Regions from separate parts of the Zea mays genome. Here region 2 is linked to region 1. Evidence: chromatin contacts called from public Hi-C data. All regions are on one chromosome and are shown on one strand. The core of a region is the stretch at or near the end of the contact, and the rest is flanking DNA. Distances in the headings are between cores, read along the strand shown.

Evidence for each region. Hi-C and Micro-C count contacts between places; a contact is called where the count stands out from the background.
Region 2: a contact with region 1 is called in a Hi-C map of ear, with 3 times the contacts expected there. The contact joins the promoter of LOC103635427 here to the promoter of LOC100304360 in region 1. A contact is called at or near these places in 4 of 25 Hi-C or Micro-C datasets (ear, leaf, tassel and 1 more).

What each region holds. Positions count from the first base shown.
Region 1 is chr8:79,165,684-79,172,811 of Zm-B73-REFERENCE-NAM-5.0, forward strand. LOC100304360 (pentatricopeptide repeat (PPR) superfamily protein) reads left to right here and starts at 4,527. Exons shown (of 1, transcript NM_001165798.1): 1 at 4,527-6,704. The coding sequence starts at 4,612. The coding sequence ends at 6,354.
Region 2 is chr8:79,306,521-79,313,648 of Zm-B73-REFERENCE-NAM-5.0, forward strand. LOC103635427 reads left to right here and starts at 3,640. Exons shown (of 19, transcript XM_020543320.3): 1 at 3,640-3,983; 2 at 4,609-4,657; 3 at 4,728-4,787; 4 at 4,885-4,976; 5 at 6,062-6,113; 6 at 6,287-6,349; 7 at 6,466-6,515. The coding sequence starts at 3,880.

The DNA of each region.
Region 1 (7,128 bases), core at 3,277-5,776:
CCCGCCGCGGTACCGAGCGGCGCCACCGTGCCCAAGTCCGCCCCCCTGCCGTTAGATCTCGGTTGTCCACCCGAGATCGGGCGGTTTAGACTTAACCCGAGCGGATCGGATCGTAGCCCTCCGATCCAGATCCAACCGTCTCTCCCCTCTCCCCCTCACCCGCGTCTCTGCCCCTGAGCCCGGCCAGTCAGCCCATCTTGGCTCGCTGGCGCCCTGGCCCCGCTTGTTAGCCGCACCCGCGCGCCCGCGTGATCTAATCTGGGCCGTTGATGTCTGATCCGACGACTGAGGTTACCCCGTACCCCTTCGCGTGGTTGTTTTGCTTAAGAAACCCCCTGGTTTTAGGATATCAACCCGCCGTCCTCTATTTTAGCGCATAGATCCCTGGTTTCTTTAGAATAGCCCCCTGGACTATTATTTAACACAGATTTAGCCCTAATTTCATATTTCAAACTTCAAAACTTGTTTATTTCATATCGTTTTCATATGAACTTCAAATTTAGTGATTCAAATTGCAAAATGTTCACAAGATTATTCTCTGTCCAAATAAAATATGACCAACTATAATCTGTATACTTTAATTTTTACACTTAGAATATAGAATTAAAGTATATGTTGATTTATTTATTTAATGAAATAAATAAAAGGAGAATCCTAGTAGTTAAAATATATTTAATTTTATGATATTAGTGTTATGCATTTCATGGATTCATTTTTGGTTTCACCTTTAGACCCTAATGTGATAAATAGAATTAGGTATGTAATTATGGATAATATTTAAAGAATAATCAAATTCCTAAATGAGAGTAGTTCATCTTATAATTTTAGCTTTTCTTTGTTTAATCACTACTTAACCTTTTTGAGTTATGTCCCAACACTTAGAGAGTAATTAATCCCCAATTAGGATTAGTTCATTTTATAACTTGACCTCATTCCCCTGTACTTAATATTATACCTTTTTGAGTTGTGTGCCAATGTTTGTACATGTTTGATGTGATGTTCATTTTTATCTTCCAAATGTATTGAATGTATGCTCGCTTTACTTAGACAACGAGCAGCTCGTGGTTCCTGAGTGTGTTGCCGAAGATCCCCCTGAGCAACAACCTGGTGAAGGCAAGTGTCCTCAGACCTATCATGTCCTACTTTACTTTATAATTCACTGTCCTGCATTACATTATTGAAACTTAAGGATTGACTAGTCTGTATTTACCTTACCCTTGTTTACCTTTGTGGGTTAATCATGGTTAGCTTATGCTATTGCTTTAACTTAATCAATGAACATGATGTGATCTTTTATGATACGATGATGTTATCCCGATGAGGTTCTTGTGATTACTTTAGGGGGCTCAGGCTCTTTCCTGAGTGCCTCTCCGTAAGGACCTGTTTGGGGAGTGACAACTCGGGATAACAGTGCAACCATGAGGGTGGAATGGGACACCCTTAGCTGATTAATTAGAGGAACTAGAGGAGTAGTTGGCTTCACCGTAGGGCCGTCAATGGGGTCCGGGCACAGTACTTGCTCTGCCGAGGCTGGTTGCAAAGGTTCTTTAATTTGGTTTTGTTAGTCACCCTTCCTTTGGGGAGATGTACTGTGTTATCAAACTTGAGAAACCTAACGGGCGACTATGACCTCTGGGAAATCTTTGTAAAGGCTACGTAGTGAGACCCTGCTAGGTCACCTTGGTAGTGATCAATGGGGAGGCTAGAACCCCGGGCAGAATGGGAATGACAGCTTGTGGGTAAAGTGTGCAACCTCTGTAGAGTGTTAGAAACTGGTATATCAGCCGTGCTCACGGTTAAGAGCAGCCTTGGGATCCTCTTCGATTAGAAGAACTTTGGTTACTTTTATGATGATGATTAGCAATGATGATTATAATTCTGATCTCTGGTATTTCCTCTTGGAGGGAGTGCCTCTGGATAATAACTGGGTTATTACTAAAACTTGGCTCTACTTATAATAATAAAACTTGACCAACTAAAAGCAATTGCTTAACCTTAACTCCACATGCAGCTAGTCCACTTTAGCCAAACGAGACATTTTCTGAGTACGTTGATGTGTACTCACCCTTGCTTTACAAACCACTCCACCCCAGGTTGTCCCCACTGTACTCAGTGCTCAGGAGGTGAAGCTGGTAACATGGAGGACTTTGAGGAGTTCCAGGAATACGACGAGTTCTAGTTTACTCTAGTGGCAAACCTCCAGTCAGCTGCCTGTGTAGGCGTACATTCTACGTTTCGTTACTCCGCACTTTGATGTTAATGTTAAACACTATGGATATGTAATAGACTCTGTGGATGTCTCAGACATCTTGATGTAACTAAGTACCTTTCCGCTATTTAATTCAAGCATTGTGTGATGATGTCCAATTATGTAATCGCTGTGTACGTGAGTTCTGATCCTCGCACGTACATGGTTCGCATTCGGTTTACCTTCCAAAACCGGGTGTGACAGTTACACAACCTATAAGTTGTATAGGTTGTAATATAGCACAAATATGTTGCCATTCAGCCTTAATTCTTTCCATTATTGCCCTCCTGAAAATTAAATTTGTTGGATCATACCTCACTACTTCAGCCACAGATGTATGTTTTCTAAAGGCTATATTATATAGGCTTGGATACTGAATTTTTAAAGCTCTTGCACCAAGCCAGATGTCATCCCAAAACCTAATTTGCTCCCCATCTTGGAGATCAAAACGACCAAACTATAGAAATTGGTCTCTAACCCCCAAAAGTCTAGATCAAAACGGGGAATTATTCTTTTTACATTGTACTTGTAAAATTGCCTTCCTAGCTAGTGATATGCTTTTTCATAATCATATTTTGCCGCAGACCGTCCTCGTTGAAAAGCCTAAACAACCATTCACTGAGGAGACAAGTATTATATAGTCGTAAGTCCTTTATCCCTAGACCACCCTGCTCAACTGGTCTGCACATAATATTCCATCTTGCTAGCATATATTTGTTCTTCTATTGTTCTCCTTGCTAGAAGAATCTTGATCTAAAGAAATCAATTCCCTTCAAGACCTCTTTAGGAATTTTAAAGAAGGAAACCATATAAACTTATCTATTTGTAGAAGTAGATGTGCTCTCACCTGTTTTGGGGAGGACAGGTATAAAGATCGGCTTAGTTTTAGCGAGAGGATAAGGAAAGATAAAGTTCAAATACATACAATACCTATTTTTCAGCTTTCATGGTTGCTTCATAACTTTATAGTTTATCCTCTAGAGCTATAATCTGGAACATGTTTATTTATTCATAACTTTATAGTGCTGCTATAGTTAAACCAGAAAATTGTCTACAATAAGGTATTTGATTGTTGAATAAATAGAAATATTCCAGATTAAATTTCGAATAAATCATGAACAACAATAAATAAACTAGCATGTTGTTTCCTAAGAGGCTAATGAGCAGTACACAGAACACATTATAACAACAGATAAACCGAAGTACGAGATTAGATCTAAAGATGCATACTGATTAGACATACTATTTGATGACATGAAAGCGACAGGGTCGACAACGTTAGCAGTAGTCATGTAGATGAGCGTGAGTAGTCGCGTGAAGACACTACCTAAAAAGCTTAGTCGATTTCTCCTGGTGCAGGATATCAAAGGCGACGGATTCCGAAGACCTGCTCTCCCGATCGCAGATGCATGTCGGCGCTCGAGATGAAGAGTGACGGCGTAGTAGTAAGTATAGGTAAAACCTAACTCGTGTTGGGATAGATCTTTGGCGATGGCTGTCAGGTGAATTATATAGGGTCGCGTCCACGAACCGATAAGGACTCACGTTCTGATCTGATCGTGATCCGATAAGGACTTAAATCCTTATCTCATCGCGATCGAAGTCGTGCCCCTACAAGGCAATGAGCCGGCCCTTTTCCCCGCCCCTACCCCCCGCAAGGCGAGCGCACACGCGTGTGGCACTTTATCCTCTATCTCCTCAACCATAACTTGATAGGAGAGGAAAACCTCCACATATAAAACTAGTCTCACTCTACTTATGAGAGAAAGAGGGCACTAGAAGGTAATTGAATTTCTTAATTAAGTTTGGCCCATAAATCCAACAACAAGTAGAGTTATGGGAACATGATGCCTCGTAGCCCTTACGGCAACAGTACTTTTGAATTTATAATCGGAGCTGTGCCAGGTCTTTACAAGCCCTAGAACATGGCGTGGCTGTGCCTGTGCCTGTGCAGGTTCATCTAGTGGAGTGGCTGAAAATGATGGTTGGCACTAGAAGGTAGTGAGTGGATCTTGACATGGCCAGCCAACGAATCCAAGGCAAACGATCCCTATGAGAAAAAGAGGGGCACAACAGATCACCATCAATCCATCATGTCCAAGTTCAGTTCAGTTCAGTGCATTTCGTCTCGTCTCGTCCTGCGTTTCCCCGTGGGCCTCATTCTTTTATTGGTGGGCCGGCCACTTGGGTTGGAGATCCACTCGGCCACTCTGATCCCGGAAATATCTTTCACCGTCTCGTCTCGTCTCCTCTCCTCTCCTCTCCTCTCGCCCCGCCTCGTCATGTCACGTCTCCCAAAGTCCCATCTCGCCTTCGCTTAAACATAAACCACACCCATCGCACCCAGCCAGCCCTCGCCATCCATGGCCACCACCGCCGCCATCCACCTGCGCCCGCTCCGTTCCGTCGCCGTCTCCTCCGCGAGGTCACGCTCGCTCCTCCACCTCCTCGCCCGGCCCCTCTCCTCTTCCCAATCGTCCTACGCCTACCGCCCTTCCCCTACAGCGCCCGCCGCCGCCGCCCCCAACCATGTCCACCACCCTCCCCATCACCACCAGTCGGTGCCTCCCCCAGGACCCCCTCCACAGTGGTCCGCGCAGGGACATCCGCCTCCGCCGCCCCGTGGCTATGGGCCTCCACCGCCGCAGCACCAGCATGTGCCGCCTCCGCCACCACGCGGCTACGGACCTCCACCACCGCCTCCACACGGCCACGTACCTCCGCCGCCTCCGCCGCGACACGGCCACGGGCCTCCACCACCGGGCCAGCACGTACTGCCGCCCCTGCTACCACACGGCCACGGACCTCCGCCACCGGGCCAGCACATGCCACCGCCACACGGCCACGGGCCTCCACCACCGGGCCAGCGCGTACCGCCGCCTCCGCCGCCACACGGCCACGGTCCTCCGCCACCGGGCCAGCACCTACCGCCGCCTCCACCACCACACGGCCACGGTCCTCCACCCCCGCACCAGCAGGCACCGCCGCCGCCTGATCCTGTGGCGGGGCCTGGGGAGCTGATGGGACTGTGCCGGGAGGGGCGGGTAAAGGATGCCGTGGAGCTTCTCTCCAAGGGTGCGCGCACCGACCTGGACACCTTCTACGAGCTCGCGGCCACCTGCTCCAACCCTAAGCTGCTGGAGGAGCTCAGGAAGGTGCACGACTTCTTCCTCCGCTCGCCCTTCCGCGGCGACCTCCGGGTCAACAACATGCTGCTCGCGATGTATGCCAAGTGCGCAGCCATGCCACATGCCCGCAGGACGTTTGACAATATGCCTGACCGCGACATGGACTCGTGGCACATCATGATCGACGGCTACTCTGTCAATGGACTTGGGGACGAGGCGCTGCGTCTGTTCGAGCTGATGAAGGAGTGTATGGCACCCACAAGTCAGACCTACCTGCTTGTGCTCAATGCCTGTGCCAACTCAGAGGCCATCGAGGAGGCGCTCCTTTACTTTGATGCCATGTCCAGGGACCATGGCATTGAGCCTGGTGTGGAGCACTATGTTGGGATCATTGAGGTCTTGGGGAAGTCAGGGCATCTCAACGAGGCTCTGGAGTTCATTGAGAAGCTGCCTTTCGAGCCCAATGCCATGGTGTGGGAGTCACTCTTGAACCTGGCCCGGATGAATGGAGACATTGACCTTGAGGACCGGGCAGAGGAGTTGTTGGTGTCGCTTGATCCATCCAAGGCAAATCCTAAGAAGCTCCCAACCCCACCTCCCAAGAGGCGCCTGGGAATTAACATGCTTGATGGGAGGAACAAGCTAGTAGAGTACAGGCTGCCACCAAAGATTGAAAAGAAGGTGGTCAATGAGCAGAGGTATGTCCCAGACACAAGATATGTGCTCCATGACATTGACCAGGAGGCCAAGGAACAGGCATTGCTGTACCACAGTGAGAGGCTGGCAATTGCTTATGGTCTGATTAGCACTCCAGCAAGAACTCCACTTCGTATCATTAAGAACCTGAGGATATGTGGTGACTGCCACAACGCCATCAAGATCATGTCAAGGATCGTTGGGAGAGAGCTTATTGTGAGGGACAACAAGAGGTTCCACCACTTCAAAGATGGAAAGTGCTCCTGTGGAGATTATTGGTGATAATGGATTAAAGCCGCTCTTCTATCCTTTATATGGAGCTGCTGGCAGCCATGGTTTCAGTTGATAATAAGCAATATGAAGGTATCCAATGGGTGTTGCTAGTATTTTGTCATCCTTAAATATTCTTAAGATACTTAGCTGCAAGCACTTGTATCATGCAAGGCTATCACTTGTTGATGCGCTAATTGATCCTACTCTCCTCTGTATCAACATCTTGTTTCCCATGGGAAAACATGTGCTGGTCTGGAGTATATAACAACTATACGGTTGTAAGAGCTGGGTCTTCCTTGCATTACTTTGACTAAAACGAATCTTATATATCTGTGCGCATGTATTTATTTTCTTGTTTTATTATGTGCAGTCTATGTTGGATATACTACCGGTCAATTTTTAATTAGCATTGAACAATTTATTGGGATAAGAACCGAGGCATTAGTTTTCAGGGTTTCACCTTTAGCCCTTTCTTTTCCTTCCCTATCTGGGGGCTTGTTCGGTTAGCTCTCAATTCATGTGGATTGAGTGAGATTGGGTGGGTTTAAATCCTAAGTAAGTTAAAAAAATTCTTAATTTTTTTCAATTCCATTCAATACATGGGTAACGGGATTAATCGAACAAGGCCTGATTGAGATTGCCTGCTGCTGGAGCTGGCGTCGGGCCGAGGAGCAACCCAATGCTGATTGCATTCGTTTCACCCAAGTGGAAGCAACTTTTCCAAAATCTGTGCTGATTGGTTCCATGAGGCGGCAAGGCGCATCATCATCCCAAGGAGCCCGA
Region 2 (7,128 bases), core at 2,390-4,889, 140 kb after region 1:
ATTCACTAAACATCCTAAGATGCCTAGACTCCGCAAATACACATTTGCATCATCGTGACTGAGATTTGAGCACTAAGTGTGTTGTGAACTTGTGGCATTGTTCTTGTGTGCTCTCTTCTTGACTTGTGTGCGTATTGTTGCTGCGATTCTAGTATTGTGTGTATTTCTTTCCCTCCCTTACTCTTGTGCTTTTCTTGTGAACAACTTTGTAAGGGTGAGAGGCTCCAATTTGTGGAGATTCCTCACAAACGGGAAAACAACGATAAGTAAGAAAACCGTGGTATTCAAGTTGATCATTGGATCACTTGAAATGGGTTGAGTGAAACCCTCGTCCATTGGGACGCCACAACGTGGAAGTAGGCAAGTGTTACTTAACCGGACCACGGGATAAAAACACCGTGTCTCTTGTGTCGCTTTTCTCTGTGATTGATTTCTTCTCAAGAGCTCTCGGTATAGCAACTTGGTTTAATCTAACTAACATCTTATAAACCAAGTTTGTGCTTTTAGTATTTGATTTTACAGGGTCACCTATTCACCCCCTCTCTAGGTGCTCTTAAAAGTTTAGGAGAGAAAACCTCAGCTCAACTGGCCCGAAGGTAGGTTCAACTGGTGTATGGTCAAAGAGATTCATAGTTGAAGTTGAAGTTCAATTGCAGTTGAGAAAGCTCAACTGCAGCTGAAAAAGCTCAACTGCAGTTGAAAAAGTTCAACTCAGCTGAAGTTCAACTCAACTGAAAAAGCTCAACTACAGCTGAAGAAGTTCAACTCAGCTGAAGTTCAACTCAGCTGAAAAGGCTCAACTATAGCTGAAGAAGCTCAACTTAGTTGAAGTTCAACTCAGCTGAAAAAGCTTAACTGCTTTTCAACAGGAACACTCTCAGTTTCTCAATCTTAACAACAGTCAGACACAGAGTGTCCAAGGGATTTTGGTTTTTCGAAATAGCTTTTGAATATAGAGGCTTGAGCTTTGGCAAACACCAACCTTCTTTTTGGATCCCCTTGATAATACAACGATTTTTGTACTCAAGTTAAATAAAATATAATTAAGTAAACTCCTTGAGTAATTCGTGTCTTGTGTGTGATTTCTCCATGGTGTTGCTTCATAAGGATCACAAACATCTTTGTCTCACCTTTTGAAGCAAACACAAATCAAACCCTATGACTTGCACCATTTCACCATATATGAGTTTAAATCATGGCTTCAAGTCACCTTACTGATGCATCAATATATTATAACTCTTCATGATTAGTTCATCGACTTAGTGCAAGTACTCTCTTCTTAACCTTAGCCATGGTACCTCGGTCCCGTCGCTTGGCCTTCACCTTCGCTTAGTTTCTCGAAGCCCTTTCCTTGCTATCTTCACCCTATCAAGCCATTCTTGAGTCACATCATATTGAGCATCCATTGAGAGAATCATTTCTTCAATATTCTGAACCTTGCTTGAATGTCTTATAGATATAACTGTTAAGATCAATCAAGCTCTAGTTTGATTCTCATAGAAGCATATCTGGACTGATAGTAATATGGTCAAGCCAATTCATGATTCCTCATATCTTATTCACTTTGGCTTGACCAATCCTCTTAATCACTTCATCCTCTATTCTGATCATATGTATGTAGTGATTTCTCAGGTCTTATCCATAAATTCAAACCAATATAGAGATCATATTATATCCATCTGCATTGTCTCACTGGTTATTTAATCTTGTGTTGAATCTTTGTTCACTGATCATTATACACTATTCAAGTATGTTCATCATACTGAATTTCCTGTTCAACACTTAGCAAACTTGTTAGACCTTTAAATGTGTTGTTATCCAAATCACCAAAACTCACAAAAGAGATTAATGCACTTTCAGTGGAATCACCGGACAGTTCCGGTGTGCCCGTCGACAAACAGAACAACCAACGACTAGAATAGTGGTTGGGGCTATAAATACCCCACAACCACCATCATTCAAGTCATCCAAGCTTTCCACTATCTACACTCAATACAAGAGCAAAGAATACACTCCAAAGACATATTCAAAGCCCTAAATTCTCTCCAAGTGCCATAATCAAGTCAAGTGATCAAAAGTGTTTATTGGCATGAGAGATGGTGATTTGTGTTTCATTTGTTGCTCTTGTTTGCTTGGTTGCTTTCTTCTTCTCCTTCTAAACTTTCCAAATGTTTTGTAAAACAAGCAAGAGACACCTAATTGTGTGGTGATCCTTGCGGGGTCTTAGTGACCCATGAGATTAAGAAGAAGCACTCGACCGGTCTAGGTGACCGACTGAGAGAGGAAAATGGTTGAAATAGACCCGTCCTTTGTGACCTCCTCAACGGGGAGTAGGTTCTTTGAAACCGAACCTCGGGAAACAAATCACCGTATCCACTTGTGTTGATCTTCACCATTCGATTTGTTTCTTCCCTCTCCCCTCTCACTAAAAGTTCTCTTGCTCACATTGTTTTGAGTTAGCTCCCAAAGTTATCTGTATTGATTGAGCAATTCATAGCAAGAAGAACTATATTTCGCACTCCAAATTAACTACTATTTATTTCTAACCTAACCCTGGGTGAAGTGCATGTTCAAAGTTTATAATTTTCAGGTTTCGCCTATTCACCCCCTCTAGGCGACTTTCACAAACCAAGCATGTGGGCTTTCCCGAATAGCCACAAGCTTAAGAAAGTTTTGTGAGGCAGTATTCTAGTCTATTTTGTCGGTATTTTACTTTTTAAATATTTGTTTCAATGGTAACATTTTTCAATGTAATGCTACCATCTACTGTTCTCAATAGACGTACATAAGGTGGTGTTTTAGGGGATAAAATGAACAATCATGTTCTCCTTAATTCAAGGATCCATACACAATGAATCCGTTTTCTCTTAATTCAAACGGATTCGGTTCTCCAACATTTTGGGGAAAACAAAGATGACCAAAGTTTTGTCCGTGATCCACCTTAGAGCATATACAACCTGGAGACTATAGCTCGATTTTCCACATACAAGAGATAACTAAGAGACTGCATGATACAACTTAGAGTCTATGTATCATAAATACATTTAAGAAACAATATGTATAAAGAATCGAGTAGTTGTATTTCTTTAATTAGCCTACTAGAGACCCCTCAAGAGACCTCATATTAAACGGGGTTGCACATGCACTTAGAGTGTTTTCCATGTTCCATAAAAGTTGTGCTTTGGAGGAAAAAATTGGGGCCCTTAAATCCAAACTAGCTCTCTTTAGCTAATGTTAAATGTTGGTTTGTTTAAGGCGAAATGAACAAGCCTTTATATATATATGCTTCAACCATACTACAGGTTCCTGATAAAAATATCTCAATGTTAGCTTGATGGCCCTTTGTGTTCAAAAAAAAGAAAAAAATTGCTTGCTAATTAGTGCCTTGGCATTAGATAGAAATCTGAAATGACTGTGATAGACGTTGTTCAGTTTACCGATTTCTTCCTTTACATAGTTATTATACTTTTTTCTTGAAAAATACATCAATTTTCTTTTTCAACCTCTATCCCTTCTTTTTATATATACATTTCTTTAGAAACATACAAATTAGCGCGCCAAGGCGCTAGTTAGACACTAGTTATAGAAACAACAAGAGTGATTTTGAAGGAGCTTTCGATCTGACATGCCTCCGGCCGTGAATTCGATTGATTCCAAGTTTGGACGACGTTAAAAAGGCCCGGTCCAACAGCAAGACAACTGGGCCGATTAGGCCGCTGGCCTATTAGTCCTAGCACATCAGCAGCGTCCATCCGCGGCGCCCGCGCTAGAAAAGAGTCCATCTCCTCCCTCCCTGGCTCGGCTGTCGGCTCCCTTCGCCACCGCCTTCACCTCCTTCCCTCACCTTCCAGAGCCCACTGTTCCCCGGCGGCGGCAGAGATGAACGTGTGGAACTACGTCGTCACGGCGCACAAGCCCACAAGCGTCAGCCATTCCTGCGTCGGCAACTTTACCAGCCCCAACCAGCTCAACCTCATTATCGCGTAAGCGCACAAGCAACCCCCCCTCCTCCCTGTCTTCTTCCTCTCGACGTACGATCTAACTCGGAGCGCTGCTCCCAAATGCTCTAGCACTTGAGATTGGGCAAACCTTGCGGGGTCTCCTAGGGTTTTGGGACGTAGGTGGGGCGCGGCCTAGGGTTTGCCCTCAGCTAGACCACTCTGGAATGCGTGGTTTCCTCTATCTCGTCTAGGTTGTTCCGGATTTATTTCTGCTCACCCTTCCCCGTTCTAAATTTTTTCTTTAATTCCGGAGGGGCAATTTCGGGGTTTGTACCACCCAGTTATGCAATATCTGAGACTAGCACAGTAAAACCCTACCTAGCAATTTGGCAGTCCCTACTGGGATGTTCAACAGTCGAGCTAATACAAAGTGACACATGCCTGGCGTGATTCTCTCTGTATTTGCGATTTATAGCTCATTAGAGCGATAGCTAAACATCGGATGTAGCAACCATATTCTAACTACATGTTCCATGGCAACACAACTTGAGACGTTTGTGTTGAATTTGCTGCCTAGAAATACATGTAACAACAGAGTTAGGATTTTTTTCTGTTGGCAATTGCCTGTACAATCCTTTACTAAGGCACACCTGCATCAACCTTTCAGGAAATGCACCCGGATCGAGATCCATTTGCTTACCCCTCAGGGCCTTCAGGTTAGTCATTTATAGATTTGTCAGCGTAGTTTCACTATGATATCTTCTGCATGATATCTTCGCGTACCAGCCGATGCTTGATGTGCCTATATATGGGAGAATTGCAACGATTGAGCTCTTCCGGCCTCATGTAAGCTAGTTTACAGTTCATCCATCTGAGATACTTTATTTGTCTTTGTGTTGAAGTTTTTTTATAAATGGATTTTCTGTTGGTTTCTTATCCTCAGAATGAGACTCAGGATTTTCTTTTCATTGCTACGGAGAGGTACAAATTCTGTGTTCTGCAATGGGACACAGAAAAATCAGAGCTAATCACCAGGTTTGGACACTTACTCTCCTAGCCTTTCACTTTACACAACATGGATTTATGTTGCAGGTCTCACTTACATGTTGTCTGTAGGAAAACAAAACTGGTGTTCTCTATTTCGTATGGAAAATAATGATTTATTTGTAACATGGATTTGTACAGGGGCAGACGCAAGGGGTGGGCAAGGTGGGCCATGGCCCCACCTTAATTTTATAACTTCTTATACCTAGGTTTAAATATACATTAAAATAAAAAATATATATATTCTTAGTTTTGATTCAACTTTTTTTTTCAGCGCTCCACTACTCAGCCCAATCCCCACCCGAGTCATTTGATTCTCTCTCCTAGCGGCTAGCCCACTCGTGGCTCGCTTGCTCCTTCAGTTATTAACTGATTGGTTAGTGGGTGACCTAACCCACCCGCTGCCAGTTCCACCTTGCCTCCTCGTCACTCGCCAACTCGTCGCATTGTCGGGATCCTACACGCAATGCTGCTAGTTTGCCTCCTAGTCCGCGCCGACGAGCCTCGTCACTCGCCAACTCGTCGCATTGTCGGGATCCTACACGCAATGCTGCTAGTTTGCCTCCTAGTCCGCGCCGACGAGCAGGTAGGCTGTCAGTGGGATCCTACCTTGGCACCACGACACCACCTGCCCTCGCTATATCACTGGGTCCCACAACGTCATCACAATGTGGCAATGGTTGTCGCTTACCGTCGCCTGCCCTCGCTATCCCCTGAAAGTTGTCGCTTCATCGTCGCCATCTCGCGACGGACTCGCCAACTCGCCACAACGACATGCCGATGTGGCCGCTCCGCCCCAGCCTCCCCCCTCGTTGGCCCACCTTTTTCCCCTCTCCGACTCTCCCCTAGGGCAACCAATTTTTTTCCGGGTATTCATGTCATTTTGAAACAATCAGTATTATCACCTAACCTTTACGTTATTATCATGGAGCTACTTTTATCCAGTGGTCTAGTCTAGTGATTTGTCTTTTACAATGTCGCCCCACCTAGAATTTTATCCTGCATCCGCCACTGGATTTGTAGCTTACCTCAACTTGCTTGGGACTAAAAGGCTTTGTTGTTGTTGTAATATGTAGAGCCATGGGTGACGTTTCTGATCGCATTGGCCGCCCTACTGACAATGGACAGGTGAGTTCTTTTTCAGTTTCAACCCTCTACATTTGACTCCTTAATAATATCAAAATTTTCCTTCAATTTGAAAATTTATTTGTCCATCATTTCACAGGGTTTTACATGAATAGTGAGCAATATTTCACCTGTAACAGTAATACTAATGAATGATCTTTTTCTTTATTGTGTAGATTGGAATCATCGACCCTGACTGTAGACTCATTGGTCTTCATCTCTATGACGGCTTATTTAAGGTAAATATATTGTCTGCCTCATTAGGTTTATGGATGCAGATTTGTTCTTATTATAAAGATGTACTCGACATATCCCAAACACACCTCTTATTTCTTTTGCTATCCGTGCTTTGCAGGTTATACCATTTGACAACAAAGGGCAGCTGAAGGAAGCTTTCAATATCAGGTATGAGTGTGGAATTTCTAATTGTTAGTTATTTGCTGAAAAGTATTAATGTGTTCTGGAAATGTATGTGGTAGTAACAATAGATATCGGAGCATGCATGCATACTCAGTATTTCTGTCATTGGGTGGATATCTTTTTGGCACCCTCTGCAGTTTACTTGGAAACCATAATGCGCATGACTTAATCTCGTTTAGATGTCTCCATTCTTCTATCCATCAGTATGAAATTTATGTGGTTATCAATGCTATCAAGTCGTGTAGTCGATCCTAGTCACCATGGAACTGATCAGGCTAGTTGCGATTAGTCTTCAATCAGGGCGACTAATCGTCACTGGTCGCTTCTAGTTGTCAGGTAGTTTTCCTATATAAATCAGAACTAATATACCAAATATATGCTAATATACTATATGTTCTAGAGTACAAATCAAGCATGAAGGAAACTCTAGGGTGGTGGCTGTATGTAGGATTGCAAATTGGGCTGAAGAACATGAGCCCAAGTGGCCTAAGCCATCCCAGATGCAGCCCATGTCCTAAGCTGCCCAATAATTTCATTCTTTCTGGTTGTCCACCCCTAGTTTCCTGACTATTTGTGATTAGTCAATGACTAATCAGAT